Regions from separate parts of the Gossypium hirsutum genome. Here region 2 is linked to region 1. Evidence: chromatin contacts called from public Hi-C data. All regions are on one chromosome and are shown on one strand. The core of a region is the stretch at or near the end of the contact, and the rest is flanking DNA. Distances in the headings are between cores, read along the strand shown.

What was found. A called contact is a pair of places that touch in the nucleus more often than the background predicts.
Region 2: a Hi-C map of leaf shows a contact between it and region 1, with 4 times the contacts expected there. The contact joins the promoter of LOC107958362 here to the enhancer-like site in region 1. A contact is called at or near these places in 13 of 34 Hi-C or Micro-C datasets (anther, fibers, hypocotyl and 2 more).

Annotation. Positions count from the first base shown.
Region 1 is chrA11:24,234,090-24,241,482 of Gossypium_hirsutum_v2.1, forward strand. No RefSeq gene overlaps it. Among protein-coding and RNA genes, the nearest start is that of LOC107905328, 20 kb to the right of the region's middle. Within about 2 kb of position 3,497, at least 7 of the 9 cell types and tissues checked have an H3K27ac peak or open chromatin away from gene starts, as enhancers often do. A contact at or near this core is called in fibers and leaf, where this site is marked.
Region 2 is chrA11:24,275,662-24,283,054 of Gossypium_hirsutum_v2.1, forward strand. It overlaps LOC107958362 (protein FD), which reads left to right and starts at 3,316. Exons shown (of 3, transcript XM_016894118.2): 1 at 3,316-3,954; 2 at 4,040-4,117; 3 at 4,379-4,464. The coding sequence starts at 3,316. The coding sequence ends at 4,450.

The DNA of each region.
Region 1 (7,393 bases), core at 2,247-4,746:
GCATGATTTGCAAATAAATTATGGCTTAAAGTATGGGAAAGTATCGGCGATGGAGAAGTTAGCATTATCATTGTACATTCTTGGAAATAGAGAATCAAATTCATATGCAACAGAGTGATTTCAACAATTTGGGAAAACTATTAGTCAAATTTTTACTGATATGTTGCATATATTTGCTCGAATGGGACTAGACACGATTAAACCCACTGAAGGTCAATTCGAGGAAGTACTGAACCATATTCGACATGATACAAGATATTGGCCTCATTTTAAGGTAAAATTTACACAATCTTTATATTTTTAAAATATAAATTATTTCTAACTTTTATCTCATTACTTGTATTTATTTTAAAGGATTGTATTGGGGCCATAGATGGAACACACATAAAAGCATGCATTTCACCTTCTTGTCAAATACTTTATATCGGACGGAAATGTGAACACACATAAAACCATTGCAACTAGTTTAATGAATCCATATTTATAAAAACATTTTGTATCATAACCAAATTTCTAGTAATAATGAAACTTGTTATGTTTTATGTTACTATATTTTTTTATTAAAAATCATCCTTTTAGATACTTCAAAATTTGATCCAAATATAATGTTACTATTTGTGAAAATAATTTTTGTCATTGTTATAAAATAATATTTAACTATAAAAAAATTAAAAAATTATCATTTTATCTAATAAATAATTTAAATTGATTATATAATTCATTAAAATATTTATAATAAAATATTAGAAGATACATTTTAATATTTTATTAAATGAATTTATAAATTCACATATTTTAATAATTTTAAAAATGTAAAATAATTTAAAAAACTTCTATTATATATCAATTCTAATTTGATGTCCTTAATAGTCATTTTTTTATTCTCACCTCACCGCTACAACTACGTTTGAATCCAAACACACACTCCACCATTGTTTCTAATATCACTCTACAGTATCTAATCTCACCGCTACAGTAACTAATCTCACCGCCACCGCTGTTTTTAACCTCACCGGAGGTAAACACACTGCCCATCCAAACTAGGTCTTAGTCAATAACTCAAATAATTTCTCTAAATGTAAAAGTCTTTTTAATTTCCTTACAGTATCGAACTACCTTCTCTACTAGCACCCATGATTCCTATATTTATTTACTTCGAAGATTCTAACATATGCAAATCTTGAAATAACAATATTCTCATCTCAAGGGGTGTTAGGGATGTTACAGAATCGAGCTAAAAAAACTAGTTGAACTAGTAGTTGAACCAATTATTATTTTTAAATATTGTGATGTTTGGTTTCTTTTATATATAATTTATTTACTTTGAACTGGTCAGATCATTTGTTCTAGGAACCAATTGGTTAGACTAGTTCAAATAGGTTCAATCGTCGGTTCAATCAAATTTTTAGTAGAATTTAGCCAGTCCATGCCAATTTGTGGGTCAATTGGTCTTTTACCTCTCATTGGACCGATACCCAACCAATTCTCAGTCCAATTGGCCAACCCGATTCGGTTTAAATAACATCAAATTTTAGAAATTTTTTTATATTTTAAAAATAGTTTTTATTTTTTAAATTTTAAAGAGTTATTTTTCATAATTTTTATTTTTAAAAATAAATTTTTATGTTTTTTATTTAAAATATAAAAAGAATTATTTTTAAAATATTTTATTGACTTTTGAAAGGTAATGACAAATTGACAAAAAACAGGAAATGTTGAGAGCTAAAAAATTTTGATTGATGAGAGATAATTTTCTATACATTTTAACCTACTAAATTACATAGTATATATTATAAATTATTTATACTAAATTAGATGATATTTATTATTAATTATTTATACTTAATCAATAACCAATAGATAATAACAAATAATACATGTTAAATGTAAAAGAGTGAATAACCTCACAAATATGTAATGCTAGAGTAACTCAATAAAATTGCATAGTATGTTTATTTTTCTTATTAGTTTTATTAGTAATCATATTGCATAATACTTTCTCCAACTATCGCATTATATAAGATGATTCGATTTTATGTTTTGTTACTTGGTTGGAGAATCTCTTTCTCGAGTATTATTGATAATTTTATAATAATTAGTGTTTGATAAATTACATCAAAGGTCCTTAGACTTTAAAATGTTTTAATTACATCCCTAAACTTTTAAAGTTATGTCAATTAAGTCATTCTATTATTGAAATTATTAAATTTACCGTTAAATAATATATCAAATCCTACATTACATAATTTAAAATTAGAAAAAGTAAAAAAAAGTCTTAATATATATATTTATATATAAAAGTAAAACAGCAAATTTTGCTAGTATAATTTCATATGCAATTATATTATAATTATGGATTTTGAGTTTTAGAGTATATCAATTGTGTGAGATCTAATATATTGACATTTGGGTTAAAATTTTAAAAAGTCTCAATTGCTTATTAGTTCCAACAAATGAGAACTTCGTATGAGCTTGCTTAAATCATGGCAGTGGACACTCTTTTTTTTTTTCTTTTTTACTTTTAACCATTTTTTATTTTAAAATTTCATTTTTTTAATTTCAAATTTAAATTATCCCACATACAAACTAATGTGTCACTAATGTAATGGCTTAATTGATATACTTTTAAAATTTTAAGAATGTAATTAAAATATTTTAAAATTTTAAGACCATTTTAAAATAAAAGTCATAATTTAAAAAATTATAATTTAAGATAAATTACACATATGATCAATAATTTTAAAAGTTTTTATTTTAAACACTTGAAATAAAAATATAATTTAAACACTCATATTAGTTGAATTATTTTTTTTATTTTCGTTAAAATTATAAACCAGAGAATTATCTGCTACCGCGCCGGTGGTGGTTTCTCCTCCTCCCCTGCTGTCATCCCAATTGCCCCTAACATCTCTTACTCCGCCGTCGCTGGTGGCGAACCAGCTTTTGCGCACTCTGGTCCGGCGGTTACAGCCTTCTCTGTTGTCTTTACCCGGTAAACGCCTCTACAATAACGATATCGTCCTCCTCCAATCCCTCTTTGTCAGCGACGAACTGATTTGCGCTACGGAGACGAACAATACACCGCCGGTAACCTGCTGGAGAACGGAGAATAGCACTGAAGAGTTACCCAACGATAATCTCAGAATGGGTAAAATCACATCCGAGTTCGGGTTTTCATGTGGGATTGTTGAGGAAGTAACTCAATGGTTGAAACCACAGAAAGACAATTTGGGAACTTTTCAATGGTGAACATCGAAGCTAGGGGAAACCATGTTAATGGGGTTAACTCAGATGGTGAGTTAGTTTACAGAGGAGATAGCATATCAACTTGATGTTTATACACTTAAAATTACAATATAACTACCATTTATAAATTAAACATGTTCAGTGGATGGTTTGTAAAGGGAAAATGTGTTTATATTTAGGGGAACTCACCACCATGAGACTATTTGATCATCTCCTTAGATTTGATGGGAATATATATTTAGATACATCCAACGGTTAATATCACACTTCAGCAGTACCCTCTCAAAGGCAAAAGTGCGGACAATCGCCACTGTTGAACGTTTGATTGTTGAAGAATAAGAATCTGGATAAGATTGATAGCACCTCTCTCATGCCAAACCATAAAAATCTATCCAACCCACCGTTTTTGGTTCTCAACACAAAGAAAAGGTTATGGCTACCACAATCAAATCAAAGAATTTTATTGTTTTATATTGTATAATATTCAAAATTTATATAAAAAAAAACTCAATTCAACCTCTCTCGTTATCTGCATGTGTCGCCAAAACCTCGTCGAGTTATATATAGCAGATACAAAGCGTATTCCGACTCAAAAACCAGAAATTAGTTAGCCAGCCAATACTTTTAAGGTTTAAAGGCCGACAGCTTGCAAAATTTAGAGGCTGTCTCCAACAAGGGAAAGTAGATCAAATTGTACATGGAGTTGGCTGGGGTGTACTGTTGTTGTTGGCCTTTTTTACTTTAATATATGTCTACACAGCCCTACCTACCTACCTACCTGCTGCCTGCCTCCACAGCCAATGAATGGTGCATGGACTCCCTCAACCCTGCACCTGCACGTATACGCTCATATATTTTTTAAGGTTAAAATGTGCCTATAGTCCCTGTATTTTTTGAAAATTAAGAATTTAGTTCCTATACTCGTATTTCTAATAATTGAGTCCCTCTTCTTTTTAGATTTTAAAATTCAAGTCCAACTGTTAACACTTCTTAAAAATAGAAGACCGAATTCCTAATCTTCAAAAATTACAAGGACTATAAGTATGTTATAACCATGTATGTTATAACCATATTTAATTTTACTTCGTAGTTGCACTGTTGCAGTTACATTTACTCAAAGATTGGGTTATTTCTTTAACCCACTTGATATTTAGAAAACTTTCACGATATGAGGCTGCTTTTAAACTATCTTAAATTACTTTCACATTTTCTTCAGTTTCACAAACTAAATCAACCCCGTGTATTTTTTTCTCACTGAGCTTTATCCAATACAATGGAGTTCTACATTTCCGGCCATACAAAGCTTCGTACGGTGTCATTTTAATGCTGGACTCTGTTATTATAAGAAAATTCAACAAAGGTAGATACTTTCCTAGTTACCTTCAAATTCAAGCACACAACACCGAAACATATCTTTTAAAATCTGTATAACACTTTCTGATTGTTCATCAGTCTGAGGATGGAATGCAGTACTGAAATGCAACTGTGTACCCAAAGCTTCTTGCAACTTATTCCAGAATCGGGATGTAAATCGAGGAACTCTATCTGAAATAATAGAAATTGGCATTCCATGCAATCTGATAATATTAGAAACATATAATTCAGCCAATCTATCCAAGAAAAAATCCATACGTACCGGAATAAAGTGTGTAGACTTTGTCAATCGGTCGGAAATTACCCAAATAACATCTTTCTTCTTTGGAGACAGGGGTAACCCTGATACAAAATCCATGGTAATTCTTTCCCATTTCCATTGGAGATCAAGAAAGTTGTGGATCTGCCTTTCACCCTGATACAAAATCCATGGTAATATATCGTTTCATTCCCGGCCACAAGTACATTTTTTTCATATCATTGTGCATTTTATTACTACTAGGATCAATAGACATATTACAATAATGAGCTTCAAGTAGAATCTTCTGTATCAGTTCTGAATTCTTAGATACACATATTCTGCCTCTGAATAATAAATAATCATCAGACCCAATCTGAAATTCTGAATCAGAAGTTGATTCACACTGTATCCGTTTTGCTTGTAACTTCCTATCATCTTTTCGAGCTTCACAAATCTATTGCAGAAATGTCGGTTTAGCTTTTAACTCAGCTATAACTGAACCATCATCAGATAAAGACAACCGGGTGTTAATCACTCGCAAAGAAAATAGGGATTTTCTAGTCAAAGTATCTGCAACCACATTAGCTTTTCCCGGATGATAGTCAATAACCAGATCATAATCTTTTAATAACTTAAGCCACATGCGCTGTCTCAAGTTCAAGTCTTTTTGTGACATTAGATATTTCAAACTTTTATGATCAATAAAGATGTGACATTTTTCACCAAACAGGTAATGCCGCCAAATTTTTAGTGCAAAAACAGTGGCTGTTAATTTAAAATCACGTATCGGGTAATTCTTTTCATGTGGTTTTAGTTGTCTTGATGCATAGGCTATTACTTTACCTTCTTGCATCAATACACAACCTAACCATTTAACGATGCATCACTGTAAATTATAAATTCTTTACCCGATTCAGGCTGAACTAACGCTGGTACTTCCGTCAATAAGACTTTCAATCTGTCAAAACTCTACTAACATTTATTAGACCACTCGAATTTCACATCTTTCTGCAACAATCGAGTAATCAGGGAAGCTATCATTGAGAATCCTTTAACAAATCTCCGATAATATCCAGTCAATCCCACGGAACTTCTAACAATAGCTGAAATTTTATTCAGATCCACTCGGATACCTTCTGCAAATACTATGTGTCCGAGGAAACCAACTTCCCTTAGTCAAAATTCACATTTACTAAATTTGGTATACAATTGCTTTTCACACAGAGTTTGCAACACTATTCTTAAATGATCAACATGTTCAATTTCATCTCGAGAATATACTAGAATATCATCAATAAATGCCACTACAAACCAGTCTAGATATGGTCTAAAAATTTTGTTCATCAGATCCATAAATACCGCAGGTGCATTTGTCAAACCAAACGGCATTACAAGAAACTCATAATGCCTATACCTAGTTTTGAAAGCTGTCTTTGGCACATTTGATTCCTTCACCCGTAGCTGATAATAGCCAGAACGAATATCAATTTTTGAAAATATAGTGGCACCTTTCAACTGATCAAATAGATCATTAATTTGAGGTAGTGGATACTTGTTCTTTATGGTGACTTTGTTAAGTTGTCTGTAATCTATACACAATATCAATAATCCATCTTTCTTCTTTACAAATAGAACCGGTGTATCCCAAGGTGAAAAACTGGGTCGAGCAAAGCCTCTGTCAATCAATTCTTGCAACCGTGCTTTCAACTTTTTCAATTCAGTAGGAGCCATTCTGTAAGGTGCTATAGATATCGGTGTTGTCCCCAGAAAAAAATCTAGTATTTAACACATATGCAAAATAAACATCATATCCCTTTTTGATATATTTTTTAGTCGATATAGCTGAAATCACATTAGATAACCCATCCAATTTATCAGAGTCAACATGGAGTAACTCACCATTCTAACACTTTAACACAATGTATTTCTGTTTACAATTTATCACTGCATCATGTTAGGTTAGCCAATCCATTCTCAAAATCACATCAAATTCATCAAATGGTAATAGCATCAAATCAACCAAGAAATAATAATCTTTTACCATCAACGGGCAATTTTTACAAACTTTATCCACCATAACATACTGGCCCAGGGGATTTGAAACTTTAACCACAAATTCAGTGAATTCAACAGGTAAATTTTTAACAGACACTAAGTTCATGCATATGTGTGAATGCGTTGAATCAGGATCAATCAAAGCAGTAATATCAGTATCAAGTAGAGAAAATGTACCAGTAATGACGTCTGGTGCAGAGGCATCCTCTCTTGCACGTATAGTATATGTCCTAGCCGGTGATCGTGCCTCAGATTTAACTGTTGAATCTTTTGTAGCACTTCGACTACCACTGACATTTCCAGGATATCGAGGAGGTCTACCTCTCGCACTAGGGTTGCTTGGCTTTAAAGTCTGATCAGTATCTTTTTCAATCCTTTCCGAACAATCTTTAAGAAAACGATCAAGAGAACCACATTTATAACATGCTCCAGTTCTCAAATAGCATTCCCTAAAATAAAATTTATTATAGTGTTTAC
Region 2 (7,393 bases), core at 2,066-4,565, 41 kb after region 1:
ATTCTTCCATTCTCGTACTTTTATGCATATATTATCCCATATCATTATTTTCCACTTGGTGTATGAAATGTGGTTTTATAAAATCCAATTTTTTATGATTAGTTTCGTCTTATTTCGAGTCGAATTAACATGTTTTAAGCTATTTTTATAATCATTCTTTTAAAAATTCTTTAAAACGAAGACGATGTTTGATATTTGGCAATTCGTAGAATCGTGCCCTAACGTGCTAGGTTGCAATTTCTCATTTGCTCAAAATAATCGAATGTCCCTTTAGAATTTCATCCATGTTTTCTAAAAATTCTTCAAAACGAAGGTGATACTCGATGTTTGTCAATTCGGGAATCGTGCCCTATCGTGTTGGGTTGCGATTTCTCATTCTTTCAAAACAATCGAATATTCCTTTGAAATTTCACCCATGTCTTTAAAAATTCTCTAAAACGAAGGTAATGTTCGATGTTTGGCAATTCGGGGAATCGTGCCCTATCGTGCTGGATTGCGATCTCTTGTTTATTTAAAATAATCGAATATTCCTTTAGAATTTCACCCATGTTCTTCAAATCCTAAAATAAGGCAATGTCCAATGTCTAGAAATTCAATGAGTCGTGCCCTACTGTGCTGGGTTTCGATTTTCTCGTTGGACTAAACAATTAGGCATCCTTTTGCGGTTTTCAACATATAAACTTAGACATTTCAAAAACATTTTTTAATCTTAGACATAAGGACAGTATCTAATCGATTTGGTACCAATTTTGGGCGTAATGAGGGTGCTAATCCTTCCTCATGCGTAACCGACTCCCGAACCCGTTTTCTCATATTTTCGTAAGACCAAAATCGTTGTTTTAGTAAAAAGAAATATTTTATTAAAATAACCAAATTTTTAGGTGATCCGATCACACCAAAACAAAAGGGTCGGTGGCGACTCCATTTTCGTTTTTCAAAAAGTCGATTCCTTTTTTTATTAATTAAAAAAAAGATGGTTTCGACAACTGTCATTTGTGCAAAACGCCCCCTTGACCCAAATCTATCTTAAAATCAAGCTTAGCAACCTTACCAATTAAATTGTCGATCTCTTCCTAGATTTATCATTTGTATAGGACCCCTGGCAATTGAGGTAAACGAACCCAAGCCATAACAGTATTTGGGAAAGGCTGAAGATGGTTGAATTTTGGAGACCACGATTGAACCATGAGGTATTATCCAAAGACAATCCAGGGACCTTGGGTGAGTACCATTTCATAGTCTTCCCTACTTTGGAATTTGACAAGGAAATAACTGTTCTCAATGTCTATAAGATGGAAAGAGTGTGAAGGTTTCCAAATATTGAAGATTCGATTTTAAAGGATGGAGTACACTAAATTTCGACCCAGCAATTTCACCACCACCGTGGTCGCTATGACCCTTACTAGGATCTTCTGGATCCTCTCGAAAAAATTAATTGCAGGGACACCATTAATAGTAGTCCTCGTGATGTCTCCCTCCAAGAATTCAAAATCCTATTCACAACCAGAAATAGGAGATCCCCTCCCTAGAGCTTTATCTTTCCAGGACACCATCGGTGTTGGAGACAAGTCTACAACCATATTATTGTTGGTTATTGTTTCCAAATCCTTAAAATAAACTTTTTTAATGTTAATGCTAGAATTAAGTGATCCGAATCCTTATTTAAATAAAATACAGTGGTAAAATAAAATAAAAATAAAATTCATATAGAACTACTCTTCTTTTATTTTATTTTATAATAAGGTTTTTTAAACCTTATTAAACTCTATCTATTTTATATTGCTCAGAATAAGGTGTTTCAATCTTACTACACTCCTATTAGAATATGGCTTTACAAGCCTATAAATAGACATAGTCTATTCCTCTTGTAATTATTTGAATTTGACATAGTAAATTTTCTTCTCCTCTGCCCGTGGTTTTTTCCCGAAAGGGTTTCCATGTAAAATCTGTGTGTTCTTTATTTTTATTTCTCTTTTCTTTGCGATATATTATCATTACTGACATTCTATTTTTTTACAGTTACAATCTTCATTCAATTTGTTACCGTCGCCACCCTGAACCAAGTTTTACGACATGTTTTTCAGAGAAAAATTTTTGTAAGATACATTTTTCATATATGGTTTTATGGGTTTAAATGTTTAAAAGAAAACAATTGGTTGGAACACATAAAACACATACCCGAATTGCATGGCCCCATGTAATAGAAAGGATGACTAATGACCAAAGTGGAAGGTGGAAAAAAAAGATAAAAGAAAGAGAAAAAGAAGAGAAGACTAAGGAAAGGGGAAAGGAAAAGGAGAAAAAAAAAGGAATGATAGGATTAGGATGCACCAAAAGGGTGAAGATGATGGGAGCCACTCCAATTTCAGAAACTGCCCATACCAAATTGATTCCATTAATCAACCTTTTTTTTGTGTGTGTGTGTGTGTGTAAATGTTTGGCCTTATAGCGTCCCGCTTCTTGTTGTAAAAATGTTTGTGTCCCACTTCACTTACCATATAATAATACCCTAATTAAACACATGATTTATTTTAAATATGCCTAAAATCTCGACTTAATTTCCTTTTGTTTTACCAAATTTGTTTCATTTTTATGCTTAGTTTTTGGGTAGAGCTATGGGTGTAGCTGCAGCTGTTATAGCCTATAGGAATAGCATATATTCGTATGGTATAATGAAGTGATAAGGAACAGGTACACCATAGCCTAAAGGTGGACTGACTGACGTATCGACATTTATATATATCGTTGTGCATATTAACCCACGGTCGATTTAAGCCACAGAATATGAGTACTGACTGACTGCAGCCTGGCTGACTGCTGAGATAGCGTTAGTGCACTCCCAATGTGGACCATTTTTTCCAGCTTGGAATAGGAGAACGTAGAAGCGACACATGTTGGTAATATTATTAGTTAGTACTAACTATAGTATCGGTCCTCTTTCCCTATAACAGAAACTAATGACAAAAACATATTGTGAACACACTAGGTTCTATTGTAAGTTTATTATGCTCTCAACCCATAGGCCAAGGGGCGTTGGCCCAAGTTGCACGGTCCTGCTTCAGGCGCGTGGCTGCAGTGTTGTTTCACACACTTTTAAACGACCAATGAAACAAAGCAAAGCCTCAAAACCATTGAGGTCGAGGTCAGCTTTTGTTTTCTTAGTACAAAAATTCTTTCCCATTATCACTCCCTTAGTAACACCTCCCTCTCTTTTATCTCAACTCTGTTCTACTACTTCTACTAGTGGTAAGTTGCATTTAAGCTCGGTTTCACACTGCTTCTCTACAAAGGCTTCTCTGTTTTTTTTTTTTTTAATTATCCATATTGTCATCACCCAACAACAACACACCAACATTCAGCCTAAACACACTGTCCTCAGTATCATCTTCTTCTTCTTCTTCCTCTTCTTCTTCATCATCATCATCATCTTCACCACTCTCTACCCCTTCCCATCTTCACAACCAAACCCATACACCCAAAACTATGGAAGAGGTATGGAAGGAGATTAACCTTGCTTCTCTACATGATAACTCTTCTTCCAGGGAAGGCCTAAATCCCCACAATCCCCATTTTATCCTCCAGGATTTTCTGGCTAGACCTTTCAGCAAAGAACCACCAACAAACAGGGTCTCCGCAAACGGGGACACCACGTTTCTTGATTCTCCACCACCGCCACCTCCTGCCACTCTTTTGAGCCTGAATTCGGGTCCCGGCTTTGATTTCCTTGATAACTCGTGTCCTCTCAGGTCTAAGCCGCGTTTGCAAATGCAAAACAACCCCATCTCGGATCTGTCCAATATGAATTGCCCATTTGACGCTCTAGCTTCGCCTTCTGGTTTGGCTTGTTTTGATAAGAAAAGGTTCCAAGATCCTGATAACAATTCTGGGGATCGACGCCACAAGCGTATGATCAAGAACCGGGAGTCTGCAGCTCGATCAAGAGCTAGGAAACAGGTATGTACTAGTGTGTTTCCCCGGTCATGGATTTCAATAAAAAGGGACGTTAACATTGAGATACTCTATTTTTTTTATATTGCAGGTTTACACTAATGAGTTAGAGCTTGAAGTTGCCCATCTTATGGAAGAGAATGCAAGACTCAAGAGACAGCAAGAACAGGTAAGGTAACTTGTATAGGCTGAGAACCCAAAAAAGAAAGAGAAATTAAAGAACCATTTAGTTTGTGATATTTGACCCAAATCTAGTAATGCAAACAATAAAGCATTGGTATATGGACTGATTGTAGTCACTGTACCAGTCCAGTAGTGGTAGGACAAGCCCGTAGAAGAAGAAAAAAAAAGCATTTGGTAAGATATAGTATGAAGAGTATTGACATTGTGCTGGTATTTTTGTGTGTTTGGGGCATGCAAATGGAAACAGTTACGTGTAGCTGCTGCCACTCCACTTTCTAGAAAGCGAACGCTTCAGCGAACGTCAACGGCTCCATTTTGAGGAAAAGATGGATCGAACCCTGCCTTCCGTCCTTGCTTGCCTGCCTTTTAACAATTAACTTAATATTATTTTGGCTTCTTATTATAACAGCTGCAGAGTGCATTGGAGGAGGGGTTATGTATGTATGTGTGGGTGGGTGAGTGAGTGAGTGAGAAGACAATTTGGCTTGGGTAAAATAAGGAAAGAAAGAAAGGGAAAGGGCTGACATATGCAGCTGGGACATAGGTGTTGGATTGTGTATGTTGTTATGGTTGGACTTAGTCAAAATGTCGTAATTTGGTGGTTCCAAAAGCATTCATGATCCATCTTTAGTTTTTTAATGTTAGCATAACCAATAAAGTGGTGAAATAAAAAGGGCAGTAGAAAGAAAACAGGATGTGACAACTCCCCGTACCCTAGCCGCCTCACTCAACACCCTATCTTAACAAGCCTAGATTTTATGTTACATTATCCTTTGAATTTTGTTTACATTTTCTAATTTTGGTTATCATTTCATTTAATATAATACGAAAACAAAAAATCATTAAAAAAAAGAAAATTACAATTAAACCAGTTTCAAGTTTAGCCTTGGAAGAATTATATTTTTAGTCTTAAAAAGAGAGACCTATTCATGTTCACATTTTTTTTTAATTTAAAATGAATTATGTTTATGTTTATTTTTTAAAATTAAATTAATTTATTTGAAAATAGTCATAACCAAACATAATTGCATGTGTCTCTTAAGTCCTAACAATTAAAAATCTAATCATGGATAATAATATATATAACCAAATCTCATCATTTTTAGATATAAATAATAAATTTTAAACATTATTAATTATATTATAAATAAAATAAACACATAATTAATCATAATATTAATAATTAAAAGAAAGATCCAGTTACAAGTGCCCTTTCATATATTTCTTTGTATTACTAATATTTTAACGATTCAACCGTTTTATTAATATAATTATACTTTTTATGTATGTAAAATTTCGAACCAATTTGATATAATATCTTTATCATAGTGATCTAAAATTGAACGATTAAAAATTATTTTTATATTTAAAAAATAGTTAAAAATTTTAATTTAGATCAAATTTAACATATATAATCTATATAAATAAAATAAAAAATACAAAAATACAAAAGAGTATGAAAATGAATCCCTATTGATATTGAGATTGCCATAGGAATGGGAATATTTATAATTCAATTTATTCAACAAAAATTATTCGTGTTGATTTATTTAAATTAATAAACGAACCTGTTCATTGTTCCGTATACGCCATTGCCATTGCCATTGCCATTACCTTATTATTTATTCCACTTTATCTGCTTCATGTTTGGACCTGATTGAATTTCCATCCAATAGAGAAATGGCAGCTTTCATTGTTCATGTGTTTGATTCCCTTTTGAATCAATTCAATTTTTTTTCACAGCATCCATCCGGTCAAAAAGGTGATTATGATCATGATTTTTAGAATTAAATTATCTTCCCTTAGTTTTAATTTAATAAATTATTATAAAATTTGAAAATTAACAAATTTAATTTAACCTGATTGTATTAATTTTTTTGAGTCAATTGATCTTATGATTTTTTTCCAAACTGATCTCCTAACTGTTTTCAAATCTAATTGATTAATCTAATCTGATTCAAATAATGTTAATTATGAGTAATTACATAAGAACTAATTATAATATTATAAACAAAAGAGAAATTCCGAGTAACAACAAATTATAATAGAAAAATATAAGACATGAGAAAAGATGATAATTATTCCTTTTGTTTGAATTCATAAGTTTATAAATTATTTTTATTTATAAGAATTTAATTTTTCTTTTTTAAAAAACGAGCATTTAATTTTACTTTAAGATAATACTAGAATGTTTTGCACCTTTTGTTGGGATTCAAGTTTTTAATTATAATTATATTTATTTATTAAATATTACTAAATTTGTAATATATATTTATTAAAATAATTAACATGGATTAAATCTTAAAATTTTAGTAAAGTAGAGGGATTAAGACTAAAATTTTATCTTATCTTATATGAAAAAAAAAAAGAGGGAGGTTTGTGTGCGCTTAGGAACTTTTTATATAAATAGCTAATGAAATTATAAACATTTAGGTAGCAAATCATGTAAAAAAAAATATGAAACTTAAATTTTAAATTTGAATATAGTATAGAGATTAAAATTAAAAGTGATTTGTTTTTATGTACTTTAAATAAAATAAAGGGAGTAGAATTGAAAATTATTTTTATAATGAAAAGAAAAAACATGGGAGAAGATGTGAAATAAGGAAGGGCTTGGGGGTTCCTTTGTAGGGAATTGGTATGACCCAAAATTGGATTATCTTTAGAAAAACAATGTCCAAACCTTTTGTGTGTTGAAATATCTTAATCCTACATGGTTGCCAAATAAGGAGAAAAAGATATGGGTATTTAAAAACTTGATATTTTAAATCCAGAAAGAAAGGACTTTGGGGGTTGGGGGGGCTTTCCCCAAGACCAAAAAATATTTGACTTGAGAATTTGTTTATTTGCTTTTGGCTTATTATGCACTAACACTGTGGCTATCATGAAGAATATAATGAAAAAATTGAAATGAAAATATCATGATGGAAGAAGAAAGAACCAGATTACTGGACGGGAGGGAAACAGAAGAAGAGGAGAGGATTGCTACCGATTACTTCAAGTCTCTATTTGAATAGTAAGGGTCCTCGGTTAACGAAGAAGTGCTAGAAGCAGTGGAGAATCGAATCTCTTGGGATTCAAACCATCTTCTTTGCCATGAATTTAAAGTCGAGGAGATTACAGAGGCCCTCAAGCAGATGCACCCAACGAAATCACCAGGACCTCATGGTATGCCTGCCTTATTCTTTCAACGGTATTGGCATATTATTAAAAATGATGTAATCAAGTTTTGAATGAAGGAAATTCCTTAGTCGAAAGAAAC